2 separate regions of the Lactuca sativa genome follow, and region 2 is linked to region 1. A link is a contact called in public Hi-C data. All regions are on one chromosome and are shown on one strand. Each heading gives the region's core, a stretch centred on a gene start, on an enhancer-like site or on the middle of the called end of the contact. The rest is flanking DNA. Distances are from core to core; before and after follow the strand shown. Region 1 holds the start of LOC111880531 (malate synthase, glyoxysomal). Region 2 holds the start of LOC111880497 (protein PLASTID TRANSCRIPTIONALLY ACTIVE 10).

The links. Hi-C and Micro-C count contacts between places; a contact is called where the count stands out from the background.
Region 2: a contact with region 1 is called in a Hi-C map of leaf, with 6 times the contacts expected there. The contact joins the promoter of LOC111880497 here to the promoter of LOC111880531 in region 1. A contact is called at or near these places in 4 of 4 Hi-C or Micro-C datasets (bud, leaf and seed).

What each region holds. Positions count from the first base shown.
Region 1 is chr5:28,993,174-28,996,051 of Lsat_Salinas_v11, forward strand. It overlaps LOC111880531 (malate synthase, glyoxysomal), which reads left to right and starts at 1,477. Exons shown (of 4, transcript XM_023876963.2): 1 at 1,477-2,009; 2 at 2,505-2,830. The coding sequence starts at 1,605.
Region 2 is chr5:29,249,788-29,252,665 of Lsat_Salinas_v11, forward strand. It overlaps LOC111880497 (protein PLASTID TRANSCRIPTIONALLY ACTIVE 10), which reads right to left and starts at 1,433. Exons shown (of 11, transcript XM_023876923.3): 1 at 658-1,433; 2 at 473-532; 3 at 365-394; 4 at 136-209. The coding sequence starts at 1,386.

The sequences.
Region 1 (2,878 bases), core at 227-2,726:
CCCCACCAAGGCTGTAGAAAAATGAAGAACAAAGGTACTACTTTCCTAATTAGTTTTCAGTGAACCACCTGATCATGTCTACTCCAACCTTCACTAAACTATAACCCCTTTCCTCTTTATATAATCTTTCGTTCTTGCTCCATGGAAGCTCTTTCAAGCTCTGTCTTCATTCCGCCCTTTCAAGAGACGCGCTCCTCCTCTACCTCTTCTACTTCGCTCAGATTAAACTTCTGCTTCCCCAAAACCACGCTTCCTGGATTCCGATCTCGAGGTATTGCCGCTGTTACTCGCGAAGTTGCAGGCGACGGAGAAGATGATGAACAACCACTAGTTGATGACCTCGATTTCTCGATTGTGTATATGAGTAAATCGCGATTTTTTGGGTCTCAATTTTGACAGCGAATTAAGGTTTGAAAGAGGGAAGATGAAGGCTTGTCTGAGAGAGAGAGAGAGAGAGAGAGAGAGAGAGAGAGAGAGAGAGAGAGAGAGGTGAGCCCTTTTTTATTTTTTTAATTGTTAAAATAAATAAATAAATATTAAATTTTAAGAATAATGAAAGAAAAATGAAAAATAAATACCTCAAGGGTATTATAGTCATTTCAGTTTCGGAGGGACCATTTTTGCATACAAACCACTCCAAAAGGACTACGAAACCAAAAAAATCACTGTTTGGACTAAAACCCCAAAATTTTGCATACCACAGGGACCATTTTTGCAATTTACTCAAAATTAAAAAATAAAAATATAGAGGCATGGGACGACATTGATGACGTGACACCGCTCCCCTTTGTTCCAATGACAAATGTAAATTATTAACTTATCCAAGGTTCATTTCCCTAGGCAAATTGGAAACAATAGTCGAGTGTGGTCATCCGTTTTTTGGACTTTTACTCAGAGTCTAATATTCATATTATTTTTGTATGAAATAAACTGAATTATGCTACATTTCTAACTATTCAAATTAATAAAACAAAACTATTTATTAAAACTAAATTAAACTATCCAAAATGATTCCAAAACATGTTTTTTATATATACAACTTTTAAATTACCATATTAAAAGATAATAGTATTATTGTTCTAATCATATAATCTTTATAATATTTATAAAATTAATATAGATTGGACAAGATGTCTACAGTCTAATTCAAAGACACTAGTCTAATTCAAATCAAAACTTATATATTAGACCAAAATATATATTAACAGTTATTAATACCTCTATCATTCTAAGAAAACATATTAAACAATTATTCAATCCAAATTACCGGATACGTTTTGACATCTCTAGTTTTTTTTTTTTTTTTTTTTTTTTTTTTTTTTTTTTTTTTTTTTTTTTTTTAGCAATTGTAACTTAAAAACAATAATTTATCGATCCCAAAGCCCAAGAAGATCGATCATCCCCATTCCCATTCCCCAATCTTATCAACAATACAAAAACTATCGTCACATTCTATTATCTTATGCACGTAAATCCACCCCCAACCCATTTCCATCGTTATCCCCTACACCCCTACACTTTCTTTATAAACTTCGCTAGCCCATAACAACTATATATAAAAACACACTTTATCGACACACAGTTCAGTTTGTGTATCACCAAACATGGCAATGAGTGTGGGGTATTACGGTGACACCGCCATGAAAAAGATCCCCGGTGGCGGCGTAGGTGGCAGATACGATGTTCCGGAGGGAGTAGACATCAGAGGCAGATATGACGAAGAGTTTGCCAAGATTCTTACGAAAGATGCTTTGATATTTGTGGCTGCTTTACAGAGAGAGTTCAGGAACCATGTTAAGTATGCAATGGAGTGTAGGAAAGAGGCTAAGATGCGGTATAATTCCGGTGGGTTGCCAGGTTTTGATCCAGCAACGAAGAACGTAAGAGATGGGGATTGGATGTGCGCGGAGGTGCCGCCGGCGGTGGCTGATCGGAGAGTAGAGATAACGGGTCCGGTGGAGAGGAAGATGATCATTAATGCACTTAATTCTGGAGCTAAGGTTTTCATGGTGAGTGATTTTTGTTTCATGCATTTTGTTTTTTCAATAGTTTACTTGTTTGCAACTTTGCATGATCATCCAACAGTAATCATAACGCGCGACCAAAATAATACGGACCTAAGAATAAACGAAATAGTTATTAGTTGTTATTGCTAGTATTTTGCAATTTTGCTTTGATTAAATAAAAACAAATGACAAAGTTTGTCTAAACTAGTAGTTTATAGTTAAATACTAGTATTGTGCTATTGGGTTAGTAGTATTGGACCAGTGGGTTTTTAAGAGGCTCAAAAGATTATAACATTTTATTTTCCAACTAAACTAACTCTCAAATAATCCGTTCGATAATTTAACATATAAATCAATACATAGGGTTTGTAAGTTGGGTTTTGTAGGAGACGTATAGTCTAGCTTGTTTGAATTCTTAAATGTTATCAGATTCTTAAGAATAACAAACCCTGAAATTAATAAACTAAACAAGCCTTATCATGAATGAAAACAAAACAGGCTGATTTTGAAGATGCACTATCGCCAACATGGGAGAACCTAATGAAAGGACAAGTGAACTTAAAGGATGCTGTGAATGGCACAATCAGCTTTCAGGACAAAGCTAGAAACAGGGTATACAAACTCAATGATCAAATCGCCAAGCTCTTTGTTCGTCCCAGAGGCTGGCACCTACCTGAGTCCCACATCTTCATCGATGGCGAACCCGCAATCGGTTGCCTCGTTGATTTCGGCCTCTATTTCCACCACAACCACGCAGCATTCCGTAAAACACAAGGCGAAGGATACGGGCCTTTCTTCTATCTCCCTAAAATGGAAAATTCCAGGTAACTTTACCACCGATTGGTCACCGGAAACATTGTTTTTGCGATGTT
Region 2 (2,878 bases), core at 183-2,682, 260 kb after region 1:
TTAGAGTTAAGAGTCTAAAAAGCTATATATATTGTATACAAGTGTTTCTTTTTTTTTACTTAATGCAGAAATAACGACTTAATAGACCAGAGAAACGACTTAACGACTTAATACACATCATTTATCAAGACTTACCCATCATGAACACCTCCAATGTCAACGAAAGCTCCTTGATAAAGATGCAAAGTAGTCACTTTACCAACACAAATCTGCACAAGATATACATATATGTATGTATGTAAGTACGTTTATAGCATGAATTGCTATTTGGATAATAAGATTTACAGGTTCATTTTGGTAATAAAATCAATGCAAGTGCATACTTATACATGGCTCAAGAGAATTACAGAGCAGTAAAACTTACTTGTCCGGGGTAGTAAAATGGTAGCTCGTACTGCAGAAGGGAAAGGTAAAGTGGGTAAGAAAACGTAAGATCATCATCGATTTTGGTTCACATTATTTCAAAACTTACCATTCCTTCTTTATAATCTTTCCCTCTTTTCCTTCTACCAGGAAAATAATCTTGATCATACTGTATCAAAAATTATGGATCTCATTAGTGTATAACATGAATAGCTTGGAATTATGGGGTGTTTTCAAAGTGAGTATTAATTACAAGTTGAGGAATTACTATAAGAATTGAGTGTTGGGATGAACCTTATATGATTCCTCCTCCAATCTATCTCTATTCGCATCCACCCATTCGTTATACTGCTTCAGAAACACCTTATATCTGTCCAAACACAAATCATCTGTATTGCTTTTTGCTTCATTCTGTACTTGCTCAAGATCAACTCTAGCTGAAAACTTATGAGCTTCCCTGATAAATTCCAGCTCTTTCTTATCCACTTCCCACCCCTTCGGCGGCCAATCTCGCGGTGGCACGTGACGGACCACCAGCGGCCCTGCCCATGTCGTCTTCAAGGGCTCCGGAATGTCGCCCTTAAGCTCGAACTGTTTCGCGTAAAATTCGTCCTCTGTTAACCCTAATTCTTCCATTTTCTTCTTCCTGTAACTAGGTCTCAACATTTTGAAGGCTTCAATCGAATCAGGATTTTCCAATGCTACTTCTTCTCCTTCGTTGAGTGATTTTCTGGCGAAATCTCCTTCTGGAGTAAGGATTTCCTCCCATGGAGCCCAACCTCCTTCGATCCAGTTGCGGCGACGGGCTTCATCTTCAGTTTCCACGTCTTTGGGACCGAATTTTTCGATGAAATCCTCATCGACCGGGAATTCGTCCGCTGAGAAACCTTTAACGGTGAATTTTCCAGTTGAGATGAAGTGAAGGGATGGGTTTATATTACGGGATTTGAATAGCTTACTAGGATTTAGGATTTTTGGAGGAGGAAGAAAGGAGATGGGATGAGGGTTTAAGAGGGTTTGCATTCTCACTTGCTTGCTCAGAGTGGATAAAGTTGGTTTGAGTAGTTATGTAATTGTAGTGTATGAAACTATGCTGACCGAATTGTAAAGAAAAAGTAAACATAGGGACTGTAATAGGCAATCAATCTTTGTTTTTTTAATTTCAAATGGATCACGAAACTATGGTGAATTGTAAAGATAGGTTTTATAATGGGTTTTGCTATAAGTATCTTTTTTATTTTTTTTTATTTCCTAACTTCATCTAATCGATTATTTATCTTTTGACATTATTTTTTTGTTTTTTTGCTTTTTTTTTTGTTTTTTTTATTGTTCTTTTCTTTTATTTATTAGATTATTTTTATTATTTAAAAAAAACTTATTTTTTTTAGAATTACACTACAAATACAATTACATATTGGAAAATATATTTTTGTTCATTTATTATCATATTTTCATATTGAATAAAAAAGCTTACTTATTATTATTATTATTATTATTATTAATAATAAAAACTTACTTTTCATATTGAAATTACACTCTAAATACAAGCATAATTTTAAATTAGATAAAAAAACTTACTTTTATTTGTCGTTCCATCACATTCATTCATAAACAATCTTTTTTATTATTATTATTATTATTATTTCGTCTATCGGAACATTTTTTCATCATCAACAACTACAATGTTGATCCAGGCTCACCATAACCATTATGTAATGGTTGACTTACAATGAACATATATATTGTCTAATGTTTTGTCTAAACTTTTCCCTATATACAGATCAGAACATTCGATTGCATGGAAAACATTATATAGTGTTCGACTAACTGTTTTCAATCCGCATAACACACCACGCAATTGTTATACTGAACCAATTAATATTTGTGATAAATAAAGACAAACTTTGATTTTGTTCAATTTTATATAGTCGGTTGAATTTTATAATATCGTCCGAATTTTATACGCTTATCGATATTTACAACAACAACAACAACAACAACAACAACAACAATAATAATAATAATAATAATAATAATAATAATAAACAAAAAAAAAAAGATAAAAGGGACAAAAAAAATCACAATGGGTGGAATTGTAAAATAAATGTACTTATAGCATTAGCTTTTACAATTTGCATTTTTTTTCCAAATTATTAACTTTTAAGACCATCATATTTGATATATTTGATATTATTGTCTGAAAAAGATTACCAGTTAAACAAAATAAAATAAACAATAAAGATCATTAAACAAATTTGAAAATTTTCTAAAATACAAATGAAGAAAACTCATGAGACATGATACTTTTGTCAAAATCATTTCTTTTGTATACAATTTAGCTCCTTTTATGTTTATTATAAGAATAGCGTTGTTAAATGAATCTAATCCTTGGATTAATGAATCTAATCCTTTTAATGTTCTTTAATTTATGGGTTGAATTGATAGAAAGAAAAAAAAAATATTGACGGGCTTATTCATTGTTAAAAACTCGAGTTTTTAGAGAAGATTCACTGTC